Regions from separate parts of the Pan troglodytes genome. Here region 1 is linked to region 2. Evidence: chromatin contacts called from public HiChIP or PLAC-seq data. All regions are on one chromosome and are shown on one strand. Each heading gives the region's core, a stretch centred on a gene start, on an enhancer-like site or on the middle of the called end of the contact. The rest is flanking DNA. Distances are from core to core; before and after follow the strand shown. Region 1 holds the start of RWDD2A (RWD domain containing 2A). Region 2 holds the start of DOP1A (DOP1 leucine zipper like protein A).

Region 1 (3,661 bases), core at 343-2,842, 130 kb after region 2:
CACGCCAGTAATCTTAGCACTTTGAGAGGCCAAGGCAGGCGGATCACCTGAGGTCAGGAGTTTGAAACCAGCCTGGCCAACATGGCGAAACCGCCTCTCTACTAAAAATACAAAAAAATTAGTCGGGCGTGTTGGCGGGCGCCTGTAATCCCAGCTACTCGGGAGGCAGAGGTTGCAGTGAGCCGAGATCGCGCCACTGCACTCCAGCCTGGGTGACAAAGGGAGACTCGGCCTCAAAAAAAAAAAAAAAAAAAAAAACAGGCCAGGTGAGGTGGCTCACGCCTGTAATCCCAGCATTTTGGGAGGCCAAGGCGGGCGGATCACGAGGTCAGGAATTCAAGAACAGCCTGACCAACATGGTGAAACCCCTGTCTCTACTAAAAATACAAAAAGTAGCCTGGCGTGGTGGTGCGCGCCTGTAGTCCCAGCTACTCATGAGGCTGAGGCAGGAGAATCGCTTGAACCCGCGGGTGGAGGTCGCAGTGAGCCGAGATCGCGCCACTGCACTCCAGGCTGGGCGACAGGGTGAGACTCCGTCTCCAAACAAACAACAACAAAAAATCGGCCCTTAGCCCACTAATACTGCTTTCTCTGGGATACTCCCATTAAGTGGAACTTGGGGTTTCCAACCTCAGTCAGTAGTTTTCCTTCAGTAGTCCATATACTACATTTCCTGGGTCAATTAATTCCCAATTAGCCCAGAGATAAGGAGCAGTCCGCCAGCTGCTAGCCTCATAATTTTGTTTTCTTTATTGTCCTTCATTGCTTCAATGAACAGAACTTACAAGAAATGGTGAAAAATACTTGCTTTTGTCCAGTTGGAAAAAGCTGGCATTCAGTAAGCTAATTAGTTCAAGACAGTGATCAGATCTCTTTCCTAAGGATGAATACATATTTGTAAAAACTGAGCAGTCAGTTATGTGTCATGATTATTCATAAGAGTGTAAACCAGTCCTGTTAACTCCAAAAAGCCATTAAAAAAAAAAAAGGTCCAGATAATATGAGTTCATCCTTTCATGCGTTTTAGGCCCTACAACTACTTTCAATGCGTCTGCGAATGCCTTTATTGAAAGCATATTTGCCAAATCCAGCGTCCACGCAAAAAGTTAAGAGTATCCCCCTACTCTCCATTCAATCTTCAAATCTCCTTGGTGCCTCTCTCCCGCCTACCCTCGAATCACCGCACAAGGGTGATTCCCGGCACTCCACCCTGAGGTCCCCGCCTAGGTCCACGTACCAGAGCCCCGGCAGGAGACCCGCGGCCCGGCCCGACCAGCCCGCCCGCGGGGCGCAGGGCCCTGTAGGTGTGTCCCGCGCGCTCCGCCGCTCGGTCAGTCGCCCGCCAGATCACTAGCCCCTCCGTCGGGCCGAGAATCTGACCTGTCCCGCTCCCACCGAGCCCTTGCCGACCGGTAGTCTCCCTTCTCAACTCCGAGCCTCGGGGCCCGGCTTACCTCGGTCAGGAAGCCCCCTTCACCTACACGCAGCGGAGAAGCGCCCAAGCAACGACGTCTGCACCCAAACCCAGTCCTCAGAACCGCAGACGTGGCCCTGCGTGGCTTCCGGCTCGTCGCCACGCCCCCTGGCCAATCACGGCAGAGGACTATCCGCCAGCCCCGCCCCCGCCTCGCCGCCGGTCGCGCGCAGCTGGCGCCTGAGGAACTGCGGCTGCGGTTCCGAGCGGGGTCTGGGGCTGTTACCATTGAATGACCAGAAAGGGTGAGGCCCCCGCGGTGGCCCGGGGGTTGGGGCCGAGGGTCGCGGGCCCTCAGAGCACTGCGGCCGCGGAGGCACAGCCTCCGCCTCCAAATCCGGGCCTCTGGGGGCGGCAGGCCCTGCGTTCCTGGGAAGCCGGGGTTCCTAGTGGTCTTGGCTAGGAGCGGGGGTGGGGAATCAGCCCCGTCGCTGGGCCTCGGACAGGGCGACCTCGCCCACAGTGAGCGCCGCCGGCGGCCCGCATCCCCCTCTCCGACGTCGAGGTCATCTCCCAAACCTTTGAATCTGGGAAGCCTTCTCCGGCTGCCGTCTCCCCGGGTACCCCCTTCCCCCAGCTCACTGTAAACATCTTTTATTTAATGACCTCTGAGACACCCCCTACCCTTATCCTGGGTCCCTCGGGGCAGAGGCCAGTGAATCGTAAACGTCCGGAGCCCTGGAATGCGGCTCAAGCGAAAAGGCCACCCCGGTGTCGGGGGGAGGCGGTCCGCGAGTCCAGGACCGAGGGGTGGCGACTGGCGCTGGGGAACTCGGAGCCCATCCTGCTGGCACTGCGGCCTCTCTCGCCGCAGCGTCTGGCTCCGCCCAAGCCCGAGCCCCGGGTGGGATTGGAAGCCGGCCCCCAGCCTTTCCCAGAATTCAGGCTTGCAGAGCGTCTGCAGGTGTCTGCCTGCCACCTGCAGCGGGACAGTTCCCAACACCTGTTGAAAGTGCAGATTCCCCTATCTAGTGCGGGGTGCGGGAGGCGGGAACCCGGAGCCCGGGTACGCAGAATATGGGTTTTAACGGAGTGTTTTAGAGGATGTTGTGCATAGTAGATTTTGGAGTCAGGAAATAAAGAAGAGTGTAAGTGTCTGGTTTGTGCCCCTAGCTCTCGGTGCAAATCGTTCCTGCAGAATTGCTTCCACGTAAAGGGACCTTCGGGAAATTTCGCTGGATACCGGCTGGCATTGACAAACCCAGCGTCCCTGAGCCTTGTGAGGTTTCCAGCAGGCTGATTGCGAGGCAACATGTCTGCTTCGGTGAAAGAAAGCCTTCAGCTTCAGCTACTGGAGATGGAAATGCTGTTTTCTATGTTTCCTAACCAAGGAGAAGTAAAACTTGAAGATGTAAATGCCCTGACGAATATAAAGAGGTATTTGGAAGGCACAAGGGAGGCGCTGCCACCAAAAATCGAATTTGTAATTACGCTCCAGATTGAAGAGCCCAAGGTAGGTACCCTGATTTAAGTGTTTGCCAGGTGCCCAGTTTTTAACTGAAACATCTAGAACATGAGCTTTCTGTCAAGGAAAGATAGAAATATTCCAGGTGCATATTTCCTTGTTTGAAAGATACGGAATGCTCTATAAATTGTCTTCAGTAAATATCTTTAATTTTATGTAAACATACACACCTTTTTAACAAATATACCTGGAGTTTTTATTGACGCTATCTTGCAGTCTTATGCCATTATTATTTTGTTCACCCATCCAGTTGGACTACCTTTCACATGTATCATGATTTTCATAAATCTAAATATCTCCTGTAACAAAACTGTCTTTTAAGGAGTGAATGAGTGGATTTTTTGATGGCACCATAACACAGAAAGCAAATACGGATGGAAAAATCTAAAGACTAAAAATGAATTTACCTCCATCTTCTGATCCATTTATCTCCAGCAACATTAGCATAGCATAGGTAATACGTGGACTGGGCATTTGAGAACCACTGTTGTAGCTATTTCCTACTCATCCTTCAGTTGTTATTCCCTCAGAGGAGACTTTCTGGTTCTCCAGACTGGATTCTGTCCCGCTGGTTACACACTTCAATGGAACCCTCCACTTTTCCGTGGTAATGCTTTTCACAATTGAAATTAAATACTTGCTATATGTAATTATTTGTTTAATGTGTGTCTCCTTCACTAGGCCCTGGACTTCATGAAGGGCAAAAATAGTGTCTGGCTTAT
Region 2 (3,466 bases), core at 642-3,141:
AGGACCAGGAGAGGTTCCACGTGCGAACCAACCAGCAGCAGCCCCGCTGCGGCGCAGGCGCCTGTGCCAGATCGCAGGGCTGGCGCCGCCTACCAGCTCACAGCGCCACCTGCCGGCCGGAGAGTGCACCACCGAGAAGGCGCGTGACCCCGGAGGCCGGGGCGGGGCGCGCATTTTCAAAACCAGGCTTTGGCCCAGAGTGCTGAGAAAGGTGGGCGGCGAGAGGCTAGCTATCGCCCCACTCTGCTTCTTATGAGCGTGACTTGGCGCGTTAGCATCCCTGGAAATGACCATAAAAATCAGACCCAGGGTTCACACCTTTGGCTAGCTCGAAGGGAGGGAGATGATGGAGGCAAGTGTTACAGGTGGGCTTTGTCCCCAGGAGATCCAAGAACAGAATTCCCGGCCCCAAACCCACTTTATCTTGGTCTCTTTATGAACAAGGGTCGTTTGTTAGCCTCTATGTAAAGCGACAAAATTTTCAAGAATTGACTTGCCATTGCTTCTCAACTTAGACAGGATAGCTCCAAAATTGAAACAGGTGCAAAAATATAAGGAAGTTCTTTGTTACCTAATGCAGAAGAGTGTGGCTGAAGTCTATCAGGACTAACCATTTTTTAGGGGGTAAAAAAGGAAGATGAGAATGATTACGTATGTACAGCTCCACTATTCACTTTCACAAAAGTAAAAACTAAGAGAAGTTGGAGAAGTTTACTACCAGAAGATAGTTTTGAAAAGTTTGACACAGTAAAGAACCTGGTATAATGTAAATACTTATAATGAAGAACTATTAAAATATAAGACCAGGGTAGAATTACAATAGGGCTTCTTAAAAACAAGGAGCTGCTTTTATTTATTTATTTTTTTTCGGAGTCTCGCTCTGTCGCCAAGGCTGGAGTGCAGTGGCGTGATCTCGGCTCACTGCAACCTCTGCCTCCTGGGTTCAAGTGATTCTCCTGCTTCAGTCTCCCGAGTAGCTGGGATTACAGGCGCGCGCGCCACCATGCCAGGCTAATTTTTCTGTTTTTGGTAGATCCGCCCACCTTGGCCTCCCAAAGTGCTGAGATTACAGGTGTGAGCCACCATGCCCAGCCTAAACCATAAATAAATTCTAAATAAATAAATCCTGTCATATATTTTAAGATAATAGCTTGACAATTTTTCTAAAATCAGTATTTGGGGTGATTAAAGTTTATTATGTTGATGCACAAATTATTATATCTATCACAATAATTTGAAGTTATAGATGGAAGCAACAGCTCACTTAAAAAAATAAAGTTTACTATTATTTGGTCTCAAATAATTCATCTATTTGAAGGATGATGATTTCAACTCTTCATATCTTCCACCTTTAATACCCGAGGCTATTGAATGCTTAAATATTGACACATTATATTGAAATATACAACTTCCTTAGCACAGCTTACTCTTTATAATTGTTTTGTTAGCTTAAAAGATTGTTATATATTTAGTTACGTATTTGTAAAAACTTTCATTTTTTTACCGTATGGTGTTGGCAAAACGGTGCAATTTACCTTGGAGTAACCAGATATGATTGATAGAGCTCTAGACTCAAAGAAGTTCCAAATCTGACACCAACTACTTGTCTCCTAACTTCACAAGTCTCCTAACCTCTCTGGGATGCAGGTTACTCATATGAAATATTGAGAAACTATTCAAATAATATTTAAAAGCTGTTTTCAGTTCCTATTATCTCTTCAAATGAAAACATCTGCTAACCCCCTTTCTAGCCACTCCTGAAATTGGTAGCCATGGCCGCTTCCCGCGACAGTCCACTTGAGGGCGCTGTGGCAACAGCTAGCGCCGGGAGGCAGGAAGCCGATCGGGGGCGGGGATCGAAGGCCTCAGACGTCGACGCTGGCGTGGGCGCGAGCACGGTGCACTCTGGGAGCTGTCACTAGGCCCTTCGGCTCCCGGTCTCGGTGTAGCTGCCGTGGTTGCCAGGAGAGCTGCGCCGGCGAGAAGCGGCCGAGCCAGCAGCAGGTAAAAGCGTCCCCGCCCCCAGTGCGGTCGCTAGGCTGGTAGCCGGCTCCGAGCATCCTTCTCGGCCCGGCTAGGTCCTGAGCCGCGGGGACGCCTTGCGAGTCTGACTGCTGTGGCGTCGGGGGTGTTGCCGCTCCGGCCCCGCCAGCAGCCGCGAAGCTGGTCGGCCGCCCTCTGGTTTCCGGGGAGTCGGGAGCTGCGCGGGGACTGGAGGGCCAGGGCTGGGGCCGGGGCCTGGGCCGGGCAGAGGCGCGAGGGCGGCCCCAGGTGAGGGAGGCCGGAGGCGGGGCCGGGGAGCCGGGGGCAGGTCCCGAGCCTCCCCTGCTGGGGCGGAGCGGTGCGCAAGGCTGGGGCAGAGGTCGCACCTGTGCGATGGAGGCGCGCGGAGTAACCTCTTTGTTGAAGGAATCGAGGCGTTGTGCCTTCTCGGCTGGTGGGTTCTTTTAGCATTGAGGAGACACGTAGGCCCGCGATGGTTCATGTTCTCCAGGGGGCTTAGAAAGGAGTACCGAAGTTTATTAAGAGGAAGTCATAAGAGTCAAACGGGTGTTGTTAACAATTATCACCTTTGATTCCCAAGCCTTTTAAAGTTGCAACATAACAATAGTCACTTGTTTGGGCCTCCTCCAGTCTTGTACCCTGAGGGGGCGGGGAATGGCACACAACTATTTTTCTTAAGCTAACTAAATTGTGTTTGAACATTTTTACACTATCTTAGAGTTCTATGGCGTTTGAGAAATGTAAAGATTGGGAAAATGACTTCGACTCCAGCTAAAGCAGTCAAAAAAAATGATAATTACCAAAAATGTAGGAAACTGTTTGCCTGACAAATAGGCCCTGAACTGTAGAGAGAGAAAAATCTGTTTTGATGTTGTTGGCCATTGTCTATGCAGACATAAGTTCTCACATTTTAATTTTGTTTGTGGGTATTAATATGGTCTACAGTGAATAACATATGTCGGCATTATGTGCTAAGTAACTCACCACCTGATAGATAACACAGTGATTTAGGTGGGCCAACTGAAGTTATGAGTAAATTAAAACCACGAGTAGTCTAAATGCTTTATTTTAGTGATTACTTTCGGCCACAACTGATAACTAAATCATTCTCTGTAATTGTTAAGCAGTAGCAAATCTCCACGTGGGCTTGATTATTAGGTACCTAGTGCTGAAAGAACTAAAAACACCTGATTTAATACACAAACCAGAAAATGTGACACCATAACCCAAATCTTAAATGTAAGGTAAGTGTTGTCAGTTAAATGTTTGTATACATTCAAAGAAGTCCTATTTTGTAGTTAAAGTAAAGGAGTGAGCTCTGGCCTGGGAATGAAGAGATTAGATTCAAGTGCTTTAATCTGCTACTAACCAGATGTGATCTGCAGGCTTCGGTTTTGTCATTGTTTAAGGAAATTTGAAAAGACCAGGGTTTTCCAAACTGATGTTTTCCCCCAGAACAGTG

What was found. HiChIP or PLAC-seq counts read pairs in DNA pulled down with a chosen protein or histone mark.
Region 1: an H3K4me3 HiChIP or PLAC-seq map of stem cell-derived excitatory neurons shows a contact between it and region 2, with 2.8 times the contacts expected there. The contact joins the promoter of RWDD2A here to the promoter of DOP1A in region 2. A contact is called at or near these places in 2 of 7 Hi-C or Micro-C datasets (induced pluripotent stem cells and stem cell-derived neural progenitor cells), 1 of 1 datasets of contacts at active chromatin or transcription factors (stem cell-derived excitatory neurons) and 1 of 1 other capture datasets (stem cell-derived neural stem cells).

Annotation. Positions count from the first base shown.
Region 1 is chr5:95,218,624-95,222,284 of NHGRI_mPanTro3-v2.0_pri, forward strand. RWDD2A (RWD domain containing 2A) reads left to right here and starts at 1,593. Exons shown (of 3, transcript XM_527440.7): 1 at 1,593-1,719; 2 at 2,588-2,927. The coding sequence starts at 2,727. It overlaps PGM3 (phosphoglucomutase 3), which reads right to left and starts at 1,570. Exons shown (of 13, transcript NM_001279797.1): 1 at 1,455-1,570.
Region 2 is chr5:95,092,311-95,095,776 of NHGRI_mPanTro3-v2.0_pri, forward strand. It overlaps DOP1A (DOP1 leucine zipper like protein A), which reads left to right and starts at 1,892. Exons shown (of 37, transcript XM_063813236.1): 1 at 1,892-2,004. UBE3D (ubiquitin protein ligase E3D) reads right to left here and starts at 65. Exons shown (of 11, transcript XR_010158087.1): 1 at 1-65.